2 separate regions of the Sus scrofa genome follow, and region 1 is linked to region 2. A link is a contact called in public HiChIP or PLAC-seq data. All regions are on one chromosome and are shown on one strand. Each heading gives the region's core, a stretch centred on a gene start, on an enhancer-like site or on the middle of the called end of the contact. The rest is flanking DNA. Distances are from core to core; before and after follow the strand shown. Region 1 has its middle 18 kb from the start of CUEDC1. Region 2 holds the start of VEZF1 (vascular endothelial zinc finger 1).

Region 1 (4,205 bases), core at 140-2,639, 79 kb before region 2:
AGTCCACCGTCTGGGCTCTTCAGGTGGTGTTTGCATCCCAACCACACCGCTGCAGCCGCCGCCGCCCACAGGGCAGCAGCTGAGTGAGTTAGGCCAGGCAAGAGGAAGTGGCCACACTTGAAAATCATTAACATGCAGGGCCTTTGTTCTTGAGCAAGGACTGTAGCATTTCACTTTCAGGAAGGAGCTGGGAGGGTGGGGCAGGCTCAGCCTTGCACAACCCCAAGCACAGGCTCAGACACACAGAGGGCCCACGTGGAAGTCAGCTTGGACGGCCCCCTGCAGAAAAGGATGAGCAGACCCACGGCCAGGTCCACACAGAGAGCACAGGCCAACTCATGCCCTCTGCTTTTTAAATCAGCGAGGCCTTCCAGCGGGGGGTAAATCGGGGGCTCTGTGGCCCACAGGGAAGCCAGGCAAAGGGAGGCGACAGAGAGGCTGCAGATGGAAGGGTGAGCAGAGGGACAGTTCCCCCCTTAATCTGGATGGGAGGGGCTGCCCCAGCCCCGGGAGACCGCCTCCCTTGCCCGCCCCTCCAAACAGCATCCCTCCTCCAACCAGGCAGGTGTCACGAGTCTCCCAGGTGCCAGGAAAGCACAGCAAAGCCCCACCCCCACCCCCCCCACTGAGGCCCCCCTCCAGCAGTGAGGGTCTAGGTAAACTCTGGGGCTGCAGCTCTTCCCTGAAAGAGTCCCTGCCTCCCTGTCCCTTTCCCAGCGAAGTGAATTCGTTCATTCTGGAAACTAGAGGAGGAGTGGAGTTGAGAGGACATGAAGGAAGACAAGTCGGTCGACAGAAGAAATCTGTCCTTAAACATGGAACACAAACAAGAAAAAGTCGGCTCCGTGCGAGACCCAGAGTCCTTGGAACAGTCTAGACCCCAGGGACCGGACCCCCAGCTCCCCTCCCCACCTCGCAGGGGTAGTCAGAGGCTAAGGTCTCACCTGGCTCCCCTCCTGCCCCTCGTTAGAGCTTAACCTCCAGGCCTTTAAGGAAGTTGATAGAAAGGAGACCCTTGTCCTTTGTCAATTAGAAAGTGAACAGCCCTCTGGGGAGACGGCCCTCCTCCAGGGCCCCTGTCACACTCTCGGGCAAGCCCCTGTGCCTTCTGGGGGTGGCAGTGAGCAGTGGAAAAGAAGGGAAGGAATGGACCTGTTTTGGGGAGCTGCCTGCTCCCTGAGCTGTGCGCTGCCACCCGTGGGGCAGGGATGGGCCACCCACCCCGTCCAGCTCACCCCCCTCAAAGCCTCTCTGTTTGCAAAGGGCTTGCGGGGACAGGAAGCAATAAACAGAGTCAAGCGGCCAAGATGCAGGGGCCGATTATGCAGTTTATGGATTTTCCAGGCCTCTTTGTACTCTCCCACCAGCTGCCTGGGGCTCTGCAGAAAAAGGTGCTGGCAAAAGGCAGGCTGGTCCTTGGCTTGAAAGGTGGCCTTTTGCCAGGGCTAAGCTGGGTCTTTCCAAGTGTGTGAGGGTTCGGCACGCCTTGATGCCCCCCCAGGCTTCTTCTCAGAGCCCCAAAGAGAAACCCGCCTGCCCTGTGCTGCTAGAGCCCGGGACACACACACACACACCACACACACACACACACACGCACGCACGCACACGCATGCTGCTCATGGCTCTGCCCAGCTCTCAGTGACTTCTCCACTTCAGAGGAAGCTGACTCCCAGGAATTCCCGGAGGGGAGGGTGTGCCCGGCCAGGCTGCAGCTGGATAAGGCCAGGTGGGTGGCCCTCCTTCCCAGAGCAGCTCACGGCTCAGCTGCCCCAGTGTGCAGAGCAACTTGGGAAAAGCCCAGACTAATGGAGAAGATGGTTCTGGGCAGCATGGCCTGCCCAGTGCCAAGGCCAGTTTGCATGTCCCTCACCATGGCTCCGCTCTGGTGAGCCGGTGGCCCCCGTTTGCAAAGCTGTCCGTGCAGAGGGTTTGGGACTGACACCCAACCCAAGGTGTGTCCAGGGGATGGAGAAGCGAGGCACACAGCAGAGACTTTCAGGTACAACATGGAATGACATGAAAAAAACCAAGCGGCGGGGCCAGGTGGCTCCTACAAAGTATCTTAAAGTATCGGCGTGCATGGTCGTGTATTTGAACATGCACAGAGGAGTTCCCGGTGTGGCTCAGGGGTTAAGGAATCCCACTAGGAACCATGAGGTTGACAGCAGAACTTCAGATATCTGCACATCAATGTTCATAGAACATTATTCATGATAGCCTGAAGGGGTCCATCACCAAATGAATGGATGAACAAAATGTAGTCTATACCTATGGAACCACAGAATATTACTCAGCCATAAAAAGGAATGAAATTCTTTTTTTTTTTTTTTTTTTTTGTCTTTTTGCCATTTCTTGGGCCGCTCCCGCAGCATATGGAGGTTCCCAGGCTAGGGGTCGAATCGGAGCTATAGCTGCCGGCCTACACCACAGCCACAGCCACGAGGGATCCGGGCCGCGTCTGCGACCTACACCACAGCTCACGGCAACACCGGATCCTTAACCCACTGGGCAGAGCCAGGGATCGAACCTGCAACCTCATGGTTCCTAGTTGGATTCGTTAACCACTGAGCCATGACAGGAACTCCAAAAAGGAATGAAATTCTAATCCATGCTACCACATGGATGAACCCTGAAAACATGCTCAGTGATATAAGCCAGATACAAACAGGCAAAGACTCTATGATTCCACTTTGATAAGGCACCTAGAAGAGGCAAATTCCTAGAGTTTGAATTAGCACAGAGTTTCCCCAGGGGCTGAGGGAATTGGGGAGTGGAGAGTCACTATGTAACGAGCAGAGAGTTTCTGTTTGGATGATGAATAAGTTCTGAAAATGGATAGTGGTGATGATTGTAGCAAACTTAATGCCACTGAATTGCCACTTAAAAATAGTTAAAGTGGTTAAAAGGAGTTCCCATCATGGCTCAGGGGTTAATGAATCGACTAGGAACCAGGAGGTTGCAGGTTCGATCCCTGGCTTGCCCAGTGGGTTAAGGATCCGGTTTGCCGGACTGTGGTGTAGTCACAGACCATGGCCGGATCCCGCGTTGCTGTGGCTGTGGTGTAGGCCGGTGGCTACAGCTCCGATTAGACCCCTAGCCTGGTAACCTCCATATGCCGCAGGTGTGCCCTAGAAAAGAAAAAAAGACAAAAAATAATAAAATAAAATAAAATGGTTAAAAAATTTTTTTTAATTTACTGCTATGGCTGTATCTGCAGCATATGGAAGTTCCCAGGCTAGGGGTCGAAACTACAGACACAGCTGTGGCCTACAACACAGTCTGTGACAACGCTGGATCCTTAACCCACTGATCAAGGCCAGGGATTGAACCCACATCCTCACAGATATCATGTCAGGCTCTTAACTCTCTGAGCCACAACGGGAGCTCCTACAATGGTAACTTTTATGTTATGTATGTTTTGCCACAATGAAAATAAATAAATAAAAGCATAAATCAGGCAGGATGAGGCTGCGGGTTGTAAAAGAGACAGCAAATCACTGGGCAGAAGGGGGCACTGCTTGGGCTATTCAGAGCGAGGGCCACCAGTACACAGGAAATCCTGCCTGCACAGAGGGGCTCTGTCCCCATCTGCACGGAGTGGGCCAGGAGACAATGACAGCCCTGTTGATGAGGACTGCTCACATGCTCTGAGAGTCACACATGCCATAGGGCTAGGGGGAGACGGCCGTGCAGGAAAACTTTCTGGGGCATTTGGAATAGAGCAGGAGAGAGCCAGGAAATGCAGTGTACACCTGAGAGCCATAGAAAGAAGGGCCATGGAGGGGAGTGAGGGTCTGTCTATACCACAGGGGAGAGGAAGAGGAGGAGAGAGGATGAGCCGAGGTCTGTCCCAGATGGTGCTCTGGCAGGCAGAGACCGCTCCTTCATTCATTCATTCAGCAAACCTCACAGCGCACCCCCAGGTGCTAGGTGCTGGGAAAGGAGAGAGAGAGGGAATAAGAGGACCCGCTTAGGTGGTAAATACCTTAAGTGGGAAATACCCCGCCGCCCAGCTTGCTCAAAAAAATATGAAGCTGTTCCTTGTCCCCACCTTCTCGCAGGAGGCAAAGAGCCTTCTAACTTGAGCTATTCCATCCGGAACGGGAAATAAGATCACAGCTGCCAGTGTGGGCTGGCGACCCTGGTGGCTGGGGCTTAGGCACATGAGTGTGCCCATCCAACAGTCACCAGGCATGGACGGAGAG
Region 2 (3,871 bases), core at 155-2,654:
GAAGTGGGGGGGGACTGAGTAGGACGTGGGGACCCCCCTCACCCCACGGTGCGGGCCCGGGCCCGGCGCGCCGTGGCCGAGTGGACCGCGCTATCCAGCGGCCCGGCGCCCTCCTTTCTCTGGGCCGCGAGTGGTGACAGCGACCGGCCTCCTCCCTTCCCCTTCAGGGCGGGAGGAAAGGGTGTGTGCGTGTGTGTGCTGGGGGGGCCCGGGGTTCACCCCGAGGCCTGCTCTCTTCCCCGCACCCCGTGAGGCCGCCTCCTTTCACCTCAGCAGCCCCGCTCCGCCGGGGCGGGCGGGCGGAAAAACAAAGGGGGATTAAGGCCGGGCCGGAGAGCGGAGCCGGGAGGGAGGGGAGGAGGAGCGCCCGTCCGCCAGCCCGGGGCCCGGCCCCCCTGTCCCCCCGTGCCCCCCCGGGGGGGCCCCAGTACCTGGAACAGGAACGCGGTCCAGTTGGCCTCCATGGCTGCGGCGGCCGACCCCCCTCCTCCCCACTCCCCCCGCTCGGGGAGCCTCCTCAGCCGGAGGAGGCGACAACAAAGCGGCGGCGGCGGCGGCGGCGGCAGCGGCAGCGGCGGCTCCTCAACATGGCAGCGCCGAGCGCGGCCACTTCCGGTAACCTCCGGGACGCACCACCGCCGCGGCGAGCGCGGGCGGGGGGGAGCCCCGACCCGGCCGCCGCCGCCCCCAGCGGCCCGGACCCCTCCCGGGCGTTCCCGCGGCCGGCTCGCCGTCTCGGAGCTCAGCCAGGGCCCGCCGGCGGTGGGGTCAGGGCCCCCGCGGGGGGGCTGGGGTGGGGCGGGGGGCGGGGATGGGGCGCGGCGTCCCCCCCGCGGGGGTGTGTGGTGCTGCGGTCCGTGGCTCAGGCAGCTGGAACAGGGGGAGCTCAGGAGAGAAGATGGAGGACGCCAGGGTCTGGCGCTGGCTCGCTGGGGAAGGCTGGGCCGGCTCTCGTGACTCAAACCCGATGCCCAGCAGCATCGCTTCCCTATCAGACCCTCAGGGGAAGGCACAGACGGCGGCGGTCACCTGGCTCGTCAGGCCCTTTTTTGCGCAGCACAGCCCCTACCTCCAAACTGGGGGAAGCCCCTTCGACTTGGAGAGTCTCTCCACTCTGGTATTTCATCTCAGCGAAACCTTCCGCACTCTTGCTAGGATACGCATCTAACTCTGAGTGGCCTTCCAACTCAAGCAGGGAATCCCACTGGGGTGCAGCCACAGATCTTCCCTGGGCGGAGGGAGACACTTCCCACGCGTAGAGGTGTCATTGCTGGGTTATTCTTGGGTGAAGGGCTGAGCGTCCCCATCTTCCCTTTAACTCCAGATATGATGTGAAATTCTACCAAACACCCCCTCTCCCGCCAAAAAAAAATTTTTTTTTCTTAAAGTATAGGCAAATTATTTCAGTCTTTTAGTACAGTCCGCGCCCTCACCCCCCAAAACAAAAATCGAACTTCTGGTTGGACAGCGTCAGATGTCACTGAGGTGACCCTAGCCTGTTTGCAGTTCCAAGTCTTCCGTGTAGGCGTCACTGCTACTGGAACTTTGTATGATGATGCCCTGAACATTTTCTATCCATTCCTCACATAGAGGTAGCTACTGGGAATATTAGAAACAAGCTATTATTATACAAGTGCCTCCAGTCCAAGAAGTCTCCTGTGGCGGGAAATGAGGGGGCAGACTATCAATGATATTTTTATTAACTCTGGTTTTAAAAAATCCTTCAGATGGTCACATTATTTCAAGGCTTCAACATCTTTCGTAACTGACTCTTATCTCATCCGCTCCATTTATTCCTCTTAAGTCACATTCTAATCGAGGTCACCATCTCTGACTTCCCCCATACAGACACAATAAAAATAATACGGTGGCAGAATTCTATTGGTAAAAGAGACTGAGGAGGTATAGTAATTTGCCAGTCTGTGTTTCCTTTCCATCCACTACACACGTATACCCCTTTCCCTCAGTCACCAGAATGCAGGGGGTGGGGGCTGCAAAACATTGGTCTGGTTCCTTTTAGAGGCGATTCTCTATTGGACACTGCCAGGAGGCCTGGGGGATGAATGAGAAGCTCTGCAGTGTTTGGATCAGTGGCAGAAGCAGGTGACTTGGTCAGCCTCAGACGGGGGTGGGGTGGGGTGGGGGGGCAGAAAATGAATAAATAGTTTCCTGATTATATTCCTTAGCTAAGCTGCTACAGTGGCCCCTAAGTCTCCTACAAATGTCCATTAGTCACTTTTGGAAAGAGAAATAAAATGCCTAAGTTTATATGTATATAAGATAAGGAGAGAACTAAGATGTAAACTTAAGGAGTTAACTAGGTAAGCGAAAACCTTTTTGCTCTGACCTTAGACACTGCATATTCTTTTGTTTTCATTCAGTAAATGCAAGTCTCTGCTTCTTCCCTGTCTTTCTTAACATGTTCACTTCAAGGTCTCAGTACTACATCTCCTCAGTTTTTCTCTTCCCCTGTATAGCCTCTCCTACTTTGCTGCCTTTCAAACTGGTGAGAGTGAAGCTTCAGGATCATGAAAACTAGTACTGAATGAAGACCATTTTTCTAATGACGATATTGCTGGACTCTCTTGAACATCTTTTCCCAGGATCTAGAAAACCCTTCTCTAGTGAGCCTTCTCACAGTACCTCTGGAGAGGGTTTTCCTCACTACCATAAAGTAGATGTCCAGTGAAAAACGGTCCAGTTCTCATTGTTGAAGAGCTGGGATTCAGAAGTATCACTTTTTTTGAAGCAAATGGCTTTGTTTTTTTTTGGCTGTGCCCACAGCATGTGGAAGTTCCCAGGCCAGGAATCGAACCTGCACCGAAGGTGACAACGCCAGATCCTTAACCGGCTGCACCACAAAAGAACTCTGTGTAAACGGCTAATTTTTCTTTCTAACCATGAGATGAAACCAGAGTTCCTGATTGCTCCCCAAACCCTCCTTTAAAGAGAAAAATTAACGACCTTTTAAATTCAGATGAAATGTTAAATCTTGGGATATTTTTCTCTGGAAAAAGTTTGGAAAAGAGTACTCAAAAACCTTCAGCTCCAACTGTTTTGAGGAATGTAATGAAACTAAGATCAAAGACTCCATCCTTAGGACAGACAAAATCTTTAACCACAAACAAAACTCCTCCTCCTCAAGCAGGCTTCCACAGATTGTACTAAGGTCCATCAAAACACTAGCAATGTCGAAAGACAATAAATTCATCTTGATTATTGTAAAGAAAAAAAAAAAAACTTTCAGTGGTGTCACCTCCAGATAGGATGAATAAACCGAAATGTCTGGTAACTAAGCCAAAAAACACAAGTGCTACATCCACCCAAATAAAATTCACATTCCCTCCTCACCCTGTCCTTCTATCCATCTCTCCTACTCCGATGTGTATAACCTGTCACTTTATCTTCAGGGCCCCAGTTTCCTCATCTGGAAAATGAGGACAAGATAAATACCTAACTCACAGAGGTGTCTTATGGATTAAATGAGAAATGTATACAAAAAGCTAGACCATTTTCCTGGATTATAACAGGTGCTAAGTAAATATTTTTATTGGTGCTATTGAGTGGTTCTAGATTAACTTTTGGGCTGGGACCTCTATGTAAGAGCTCTGAGCCACCTCCTCTTACTTTCTCTCAAACTAACAGGTTTTTTCCCCATGCCCCATGCCTCTCTCCTTCAAAGAGCCCTAAGGGGAATAGCCAAAAGGCTAATGACACATGACAAAAGAAGAGACCTATTAAGATCAGCTTTTCTCAAGACAACTTTTAGCAAATGCTAAAAGGCAACAGGATATTTCCTTCCCATTTTGGAAAGGATTTTAAAATCCTGTGGGTACATTAAGGATTAAGATTAGATTCACCAGCCTAGGAA

The links. HiChIP or PLAC-seq counts read pairs in DNA pulled down with a chosen protein or histone mark.
Region 1: a contact with region 2 is called in an H3K27ac HiChIP or PLAC-seq map of skeletal muscle. The contact joins the enhancer-like site here to the promoter of VEZF1 in region 2. A contact is called at or near these places in 10 of 47 Hi-C or Micro-C datasets (adipocytes, alveolar macrophages, embryonic fibroblasts and 4 more) and 2 of 2 datasets of contacts at active chromatin or transcription factors (alveolar macrophages and skeletal muscle).

What each region holds. Positions count from the first base shown.
Region 1 is chr12:34,183,797-34,188,001 of Sscrofa11.1, forward strand. No RefSeq gene overlaps it. Among named protein-coding and RNA genes, the nearest start is that of CUEDC1, 18 kb to the left of the region's middle. Within about 2 kb of position 1,390, at least 38 of the 83 cell types and tissues checked have an H3K27ac peak or open chromatin away from gene starts, as enhancers often do. A contact at or near this core is called in embryonic fibroblasts and skeletal muscle, where this site is marked.
Region 2 is chr12:34,262,402-34,266,272 of Sscrofa11.1, forward strand. It overlaps VEZF1 (vascular endothelial zinc finger 1), which reads right to left and starts at 1,405. Exons shown (of 6, transcript XM_021067259.1): 1 at 1,070-1,405. The coding sequence starts at 1,126.